Linked DNA regions of Arachis hypogaea: region 2 is linked to region 1. The links are chromatin contacts, called in public Hi-C maps. All regions are on one chromosome and are shown on one strand. The core of a region is the stretch at or near the end of the contact, and the rest is flanking DNA. Distances in the headings are between cores, read along the strand shown.

Region 1 (4,319 bases), core at 362-2,861:
CATTGTGCAATCGGACTATTAATGTTTTTATAAATTTTGTTACCCTTTAAATTTGAGGATTCAATTTGTTAAAATAAAAAAATAAACTCACCCAAAAAAACATATCGGCATCCATATCGGCATCCATGACGCTCTTGTCATAAGGTCCCTTGAATCCCCAATTGAGATGAGTTTAGTGGGAAATCGGGATAGAGATGACAGGAGGTATTGGTCTCTTGGTATGTTCTTTTAGAAGTACGTCTGGATGCACCCCGTGGTATCATGTACTTTTTATTTAATAATTTCACCTTTGAGCATAAAGAAGCAATAAACTAATTAATATGGAGAACCTTCTTTTTTGATGCTAGTCTTTCCTCCATGAATAGTAGTCACTTTTGATGAATATAGCATATCTCATCTCACAGAAAGGACATATAAAACGAACTCATCAGAATCCCAACTTCATATAGAGGATCAATACGTGTTATCCACCCTCCATTATCTAAGCTAAAAAGCCTGTGGAGCTAGAAGCTACTTTAATTTCTCTTTTTCTCATCCCAGGTGTCAAATAATTAAACCATATTTGCCTTAAACTTTATAATATATCTTCACAGATCTTTGAGCTGCCCAATTGTTCTTCACTTCTCTGGCTTCCCACCAAATCAAGTGAGCCTCTTATGCTTGAATTGACCACTATAACAAGAGGCATTAGTTTGTATGTTAGTGTATGTAACACTATTTTATATATATGGTGAATCAATCAAATTTGTAAAAAAAAAAACATAATAATAATAATAATAATAATAATAATAATAATAATAATAATAATAATAATAATAATAATAATAATAATAATAATAATTTTCTTATCCAATCGATATATTTAATAATCAACTGTTATATAAACACAAAAACTTAGCTTTATCAGTCATTGTATAAAGACACATATTTAGTGTCACAAAAGAGTTTGATTATATTACCATGACATATTTGAATATTTTGTATAAAATATTTGAATATTTTAAAGATGAATTATTTTATTAGAAAATTTATAAATAATAACATAAACAAATATGCAAATATAAGTTGATTATTTTTGGTGGTCTAATAGGTATTTGATGGACCTAATTAAATTTATTTTTTTTAAAAAAAAGTAAATATCCAATTTGTCATTTGTCTATTTTTATGAAAGATTACACTACGACCCCCTAGTCTCCTAATAAAAAATAAATTATAAATGACAAGACGATATGCTAATCTTTCACTTACTCTTTTTTTAAGAAATATTAATCCATTTTCACCTAAAATAATAACGTGTATTTAAGAGATTGAATAATTTGTTTTAATGATATTGTTTTGGATTAAAAAAGTAAAGTAAATAACATAGTCTTTTTATACTCACCTAAAAAGTTACGAATTTGAATCTCTTTATTTTTAGAAAAAAAAAAAGACTAAGAATTATTTTATAGTTTTTTTTAATTAATAGTTGCTTTGTCTTCTATATAAATGAATAAGGATCCAATTAAATCTAGTATTTATTCGGGGAAAAAGGTTTATGTAGTACACAGAGGCGATGGCACATAAAATTGGCATAAAGTGAACATGCCAGCTAAAAAATCTCTTATTATTAAGTGGTGGGATATATTGGACTCGGATTCCTTTTTATGCCACCAGTAATGTCCAAAGCTATGATAAATTATATCCATCCGCCACTTACTCAACATCACCACAATTTTCTTTGTCTCCTTATAAACCATCACAATAAACATTGCACATTTTATATGCTCACTTATATATGATTGATTGTCCAACAACTTTATCTTAAATAGTACAAGATTATCCTTATCACAATGCAAGGATCACAATGTTTTTTTGTCTAAGAGCTTTAATTATTTCCATTTGTATGTGCTTTAGAAATCTTTGAGTATTCTATTGCTAGGAGAAAATATGAAAACAATAACAAAACTAGGCTTTTAAACTTTTTTAAATCAAATACTCAATCAAGTCACAGTTTATTTTTTCAAACAAATATATATAAATATTTGTCATGGTTGTTTTTTCTTCTTTCTTCCCTCCCTCTTTCTCTTCCTCTTCTTTTTAATTTCTTTTTTTTTATTATTCTCGTCGTCGTCGTCGTCGTCATCTTCTTCTTCTTGTTTGATTTCTTCTCCTCATTATTTTTTCTTCTCATTCTTTTTTTATTATCATTGTCGTCGTTGTCGTCGTCTTCGTCTTCTTCTTTTGCTATATGTTTAGGAAACTAGAACACAGAAATTTTGATTCACAACACAAAAGATTTTAATGTACAACACATAAATTTTTAAATGACTACGTATGCAGAATATTAACATCCAACCAACAAAATACACACAGCACATAAAATTTAGTGCATAGCATAAAAATTTTGGTGTTCATCGCAAATTTTTTTGACAAATTACATATTCAAAATATTGACCCCAACCAACAATATATATATAGTACAAAAATTTCGATATATGATAAAAATTTTTGATATACAGCTTGGTGACAGAGTTTGAAGAGAATTTTTAAAGGGCTAATAAAAAGTTTTAACATAAAAATTATATAATAATATTTATATTAAAATAAAATGTATAAATAATTATTTTTAAAATTTGTTAGAAATATGACAAAAAAAATAAATAATTTTACAAATAAAAGTAATTTTTAACAATTAAATCAAAATAAAAAAATTTTAGTACTTTTTTTAATATAAATAAAAAAATTATCATTAAAAAAAATCATCTTTTAAATTAACTTTAAAATAATTGATTTATTATTGTTTTTTTTTTGGAGATCTTTAGCTCTTTTAATTTTGTAGGAAATGATATTAAGAATGTGTAAAAATTTTGTTAGTCTTCAATTAATTAGTTTGTTATTCATGTGAAATAAAAAAAATATATTGATTGTATGAAAAAGCAATAATGTAACATAGGAGGCAATGGAGTATGAGATTGGTAGAAAATGAAATGAAAATAAAAAAAGTGAGAGTTTAAAAAAATATTATACTCAATTAAACTAATCATATCAAATAAACATCTGGTACTAATAGTTTTATAAAAGAGTTGGGGCAGCCATGGTCCTGATTGGCAATGGAAAGCTTCGTCCTTAGCTTGTGTATAACACATAAAATTTTTTTATATATAGCACAAAAATTTTAAAAAAATCATATGCTTAGAATATTAATTTATTCAATTAATCAATTATATTTGTGACAAAAATTTATTTGTTATATTTAAAAATTTATGTGGTATATGTAAAAATTTATGTGTTATGTCAATATGTTTGTATATTCTTCAACAAAAATTTGTATACTGAATTTTCTTTTGTTGAATTTATGTTAATTTGATTGGATTTGACTATAAAAATATTTGTATGTATAGTATTACTCATATAAAAAATCTACTTTAGATAGTTAATATTAAAAAATTTTAAAATTTAAATTTATAACCTAAAATTTAAAGTTAATAGTTTAGGATTTAAGATCTAAAATTTACTATAAATAAAATAATTTAAAAATTTGATTAATTTTAACCGAAATTTTTTTTAGCATTATTCATTTATTTATCTATTAATTATGAAAGATCTCAAATAGCCTTGTATTAAGAGTTTTACTGTTGTACAGGCGAATCCAAATCCAAGATAATATATTAGATGATATGAAAAAAATGAATGATACTCTTGCTACTCAAGTGATTTTTTAATAATATTTTTATACTATACAGTCTAAGTTTAAATCTCATTTATTACCTTTTAAATCTTATCAGCTCTTTCTCACTGATAACAATATATAGGTCAGTCATTTTGTTTAATGGTTTTTATTATTCCTTTTATTGTTTACATTTTTTTCTTAATTATTACATCTGTTATAATGTGAAAATACTTTAATTTTTATAACGGACTTGCTACACATACAAGCAAAAAGACCATATAAGTTTTACAAGTTTCCAACTCAGATTTCATTCACACGCGTAGTCACTCACTTTGAATGGAACGTAAAATACACGCGCTCCACTCAACGGTTGCGCTTCGCGAAAAGTGCTGCTTAATGGCGCACTCTTCCGCTTCTCTAAGCCCTTCAAAGAAAACACAAACCGTCCATTTTCAGCAAGATTGCAAACTGCAGAGATAAAACTTGTCGCAAAAATTAGAACTCTCCATCAACACAAGATAGAACTCTCCATCAACAATCTTCAGAAAAAACGAAGATATATTACTTAAGGTACATTACTATTTTACTCATCTTGTATATTTTTCACATTTCGAAATAAAAAAACTAGGTTTTACTGTTCTTCTACGTTCTTCTAGGTTTTACTATTCTT
Region 2 (4,331 bases), core at 948-3,447, 660 kb after region 1:
AACAGAACCATATTGACTCTTATTTTTCATTGGTTTAAGTAATCGAATAACATAAGTTGTTCTGATTTACTTCAACACAAACTAATAGATAAGGCTGGTTTTCCAAGTATATCATTAAAGAATATTGATCAATTTAATGGTTATTGTAATAATATAAAGTTGCAAATTAGAAAGCTTGAAAATGATATGAAGTTTTAATATGTGATAATATTGGTCATATTATTTTGATTCTACGGATAAATATGGTATCAATAAATAAAATTGTCTCGGTTAGATTTTAACAAAAGACAATTTTTTATAATAATATTTTTGATAAAATACTCTTTTAATTGTTAATATTTAAGCTAAATCCTAATTTTCGTTCCTAATGTTTGAAATGTCTTATTGTTATTCTAAACATTTTATTTCATCCTGTTTTAGCCATTTACAAATATCCCTTTTCTGTATTATTATTATTATTATTATTATTATTATTATTATTATTATTATTATTATTATTATTATTATTATTATTATTATTATTATTATTATTATTATTCCGTAATTTTTACTCTTAAATTACTACGACCACCATTATGGCAACTATAATTATGATTTTCAATTTGCTGCTATTTAAAAAAAATATAATAGAAAATATGATACTTTTGAAAAAAAAAATTGATCAAAAAATTAAAATAGAATAAAATAAAATATTTGAAATTAAAATAAGATGTTTTAAATATTAAAATTTTGGACTTAATTCAAATATTAAAGACTAAAACAGTATTTTATCTTAATATTTTTGTCATAACAATAAAAAATATCTTAAAATTTTTTTATTCCAAATTTAGTTGTACTTAAACAAATTAATTTTTATATATGATTAGCTATATATAACATTTTCAAGAGTTAACAATATAAGTCACTAAAAGTTTTGTTTATTAATTATGAGAAGATATCTACTACTTCTACTAATAATAATATATATTTTACATAGAAGACTTTAAAAAATAGAATTTTAATGCAAATATTTTAAATTAATTTTAAATTGTTAATTTTGTTAATAAATAATTTATTTAACTTTAAACATATATAAAATATTTATTTTTATTTTAAATATTTTTATAATAAAAATAATTAAACTTTTTAATTGACTGTGACTTTATAATTTAAAATTTTAGTTGTGTTTTTTTTATATTTTTTAAAAAATAAATATTTTATATCTTTTCATATATTAGCTCGTGATATATATATATATAAGTAAAAAAAATTAAGATTTTAAAAATTAGACCGGATTTGACGGTTCGATTAGATTAGCTAAATATCGGTCTTTTAACAAGTTTTCTTGATTTTAAAATTGGTTTGTAAAAAATCGATAAAAAATTAGCCGAACTGACAGTTAATCAGTAAACTAGTTGAACTAGGCCAATTTTTTGAAAGGCTGATTTGCTATTTCGCATAAAAATGGGGCTAGAAGCCTTTCCCTTTCTCCCCAAAATTTAACCCTAATTTTTAATTTGTGTGACTAGAAGCAGAACATACCCGCTTTTCCTTCTCTCTCTCTCTCATCCTAACATCCAACCCTAATTTTTTGTAACCTTATCAAAGCAAACAGCAAAGTCACATTCCTTTCATAGAAAACTCAGGTCACCATTGAACTAACATCATCATCCTATTGGTATTGTTCGATTTAATTCGCTTCTGACTATAACAGATTGTGGTGGTTCTTATATGTGGTTATGATTATGATTTGTGATGAGTGGTGTTTTTTTTTAGTTAAAAATTTGTTATTGTTTTATTTTTGTGTAATAAATCATGATATATTTGTCAATTATATATATTTTGATTATTTTGTTATAAACTTTAATATTTATACATGTTTGTAAATTTTTAACGATAAATTATAAATAAATTATTGTATAAAATTATAAAATTTTTGAATTTTATTAGTTTAAAAATTATTATATTAAATATTTTAATTTTATATTCAAATATTAATATATTTATTTTATATTTAATTAAATCAATTTAACCATAATTCTATTTCGATAAGACTATTGAATTATTGAGCCAATTATTCTACTATTCATCGGCTGATTCATTGGCCTGTTCGGCTCTCGCAAACTTAAAAAAAAAAAAAAAAAAAGGGTGCCGTCTCGTAGCGTTTCATGTTTTTGGGAACCCGTTTATAATTGGGCCTACTTTTTCATTAATGGGGCGAGCGATATAGAGCCTAATGACGAATAACCCATATTACGGTATGTTCTATCCTCTTCCACTCCGAATCCAATGTCTACTTCACGGTCCGAGTAGCGCTTAGCTACTTGCCTACTTCGCTACTTAGCTTCCTAATTTCTAGGAACAAAAAATGCAAGCGTTTCGAAGAATCGCAACCTCTATCTCAGTATCAAAACCGAAGCAATTAAACGCACCGTCGTTCACGGTTGCCGCCAAACCCTATCTCAAACTTTCCGACAAGGTTCCCGCGACCAGGTTCTGGTCGTCGGGGCGCGATTCCGGCAACGGCGAAGATGAATGGAACGAGGCGTGGGAGTCAGCGTGGCTTCCGGAGGATCTCACGCCCAAGTCTCGGGCGCCATGGGAGACCGACGTTAACTTTGGTTCCCCCTCCACGTCCTTGCCGGAGTCTTCCTCCACCGCCGTTTCCGACGGGGTCGCGGTGGCGGAGATCGAAACTCATGCTGACGCGGAGACGAAGGCGTTCGTGGAGGAGATGAACGAGAATTGGGAGGTTAGGAGAAAGAAGGGATCGAAGGAGAAAGAGAAGGTGCAAAATGGTGCCGTTTATAGCGTGGAGAATATGAAGAAGGATTACCGGTTGAGGAAGCAAAGGGTGCACGCTGGGCTGTGGGTTAAGGAGATTGAGAAGCTCGAGGAGGCTAAGTTGGGGGATCACATTGGCAGCGGCGGCGGCGATGACATTCAGAGATTGCTTGACAGCTGCTCGGAGTATGCCTCTCTCTCTCTCTCTTGTAATTTCGGTGTTGAAAATTGGAATTACATTTCTATTTGTACTTTTATTTTATTATTTTCAAATAAGAATAAAGGGACAATTAGGTCTCAAAGATTTTGCCTTCCTACTAATTAGTTTCTAAAGAAAAAAACAATATCACTTTGGCCCTCCAGAAAAGCAAACCGTAGACATGTGATGAACTTCTATCAATTTATCAACTAAAACTTACCGGTGATGTTTATGCACGGTTAATTACTTTGACGTGCCTATCTACGAAAGATAGCCATATAGATAACAATTTTTGGAGCTAAACTTCACTTGTTTTGATAGCATTTGCGATAATTAGAGAGATAAAGGGTATATAAAAACTCAAAAGATAATAAATATTTTACTGTCCAAAATTACAGTAACAAGACATGCACCACTATAAATAATGAAATACATGGACAATTTCTTTTGTTTTACACTATTTATTGACAGAAGGATATATATGTTCACTGTTTGCTATTTTGGAGAATCTAATTGGTACTTCTTTTCTTCAAGGACTAATTAGTCCAAGTTCAACATCTTCAAAGATCTAATTGTTACTTTATTCTTCAAATAATGAAGGTTTTGTAACGTTAATGCATGGTGTGGATGGTCCCCTAATTGGATTATGAGTAAGTATTCAGAGTTGGTCAGTTGAAGTTGCCTAATACTGATGAGTGAGGAGAATTTTAGATGGGATTGGACCATGTTAGTGAAGTTTAGGGTTCCTAGTTTTATGAGATAAACATAAATTTTATGTTGCAGGGAAGAGTTGTCTTAGTTTAAGATCAGGTATGGCTTTGAGATCAATGAGGTACTTACTATAATTTTACATTTTGATAAATGTGAGGGGCCAACACTTTTTATCAATATTAGGTAACACTTTATTTTTATACTATTAAGATTTAGGGTTTAGGATTTTGAATTTAGTATAAAAATACTTTTATTGGCCAGGTGTTGGTAAAATATGATAAATTTGTTGGTCATATAGTATTGCTGTTACATTTTTATAATAATCCATCAATGAGAAATCTCAAGAATTGAACTAAAGTCGGCTTTGTGAGGCACTGAGGTCTGAGGCCTTAATGTCTTTATGTTATTGGTGACTGCACACAATCTTATGAGGCATTATAGCTACTTTGATAGCGTAGGGCATGTCAAATTTGTGTTGAATGTGGTCTCGTCAATGGGAATGTTAATGCATATGTTGCTTTGACAAGTTGCCATTCAACATAGTTGTCTATCTAAATAAAATTAATAAATTATAAAACGATAGTTTCTCATGTTAAATATAAACATGGCACCATGTATAATTTTTGAAAATTCTTAGCAAGGATTCAGGAGTGTTTGA

Evidence for each region. Hi-C and Micro-C count contacts between places; a contact is called where the count stands out from the background.
Region 2: a Hi-C map of an unstated tissue shows a contact between it and region 1, with 4 times the contacts expected there. The contact joins the promoter of LOC112801534 here to the enhancer-like site in region 1. A contact is called at or near these places in 2 of 8 Hi-C or Micro-C datasets (leaf and an unstated tissue).

The regions. Positions count from the first base shown.
Region 1 is chr5:43,912,045-43,916,363 of arahy.Tifrunner.gnm2.J5K5, forward strand. No RefSeq gene overlaps it. Among protein-coding and RNA genes, the nearest start is that of LOC112801531, 16 kb to the left of the region's middle. Within about 2 kb of position 1,612, at least 1 of the 3 cell types and tissues checked has open chromatin away from gene starts, as enhancers often do.
Region 2 is chr5:44,574,149-44,578,479 of arahy.Tifrunner.gnm2.J5K5, forward strand. It overlaps LOC112801534 (protein GAMETE CELL DEFECTIVE 1, mitochondrial), which reads left to right and starts at 2,198. Exons shown (of 3, transcript XM_025844323.3): 1 at 2,198-2,949. The coding sequence starts at 2,348.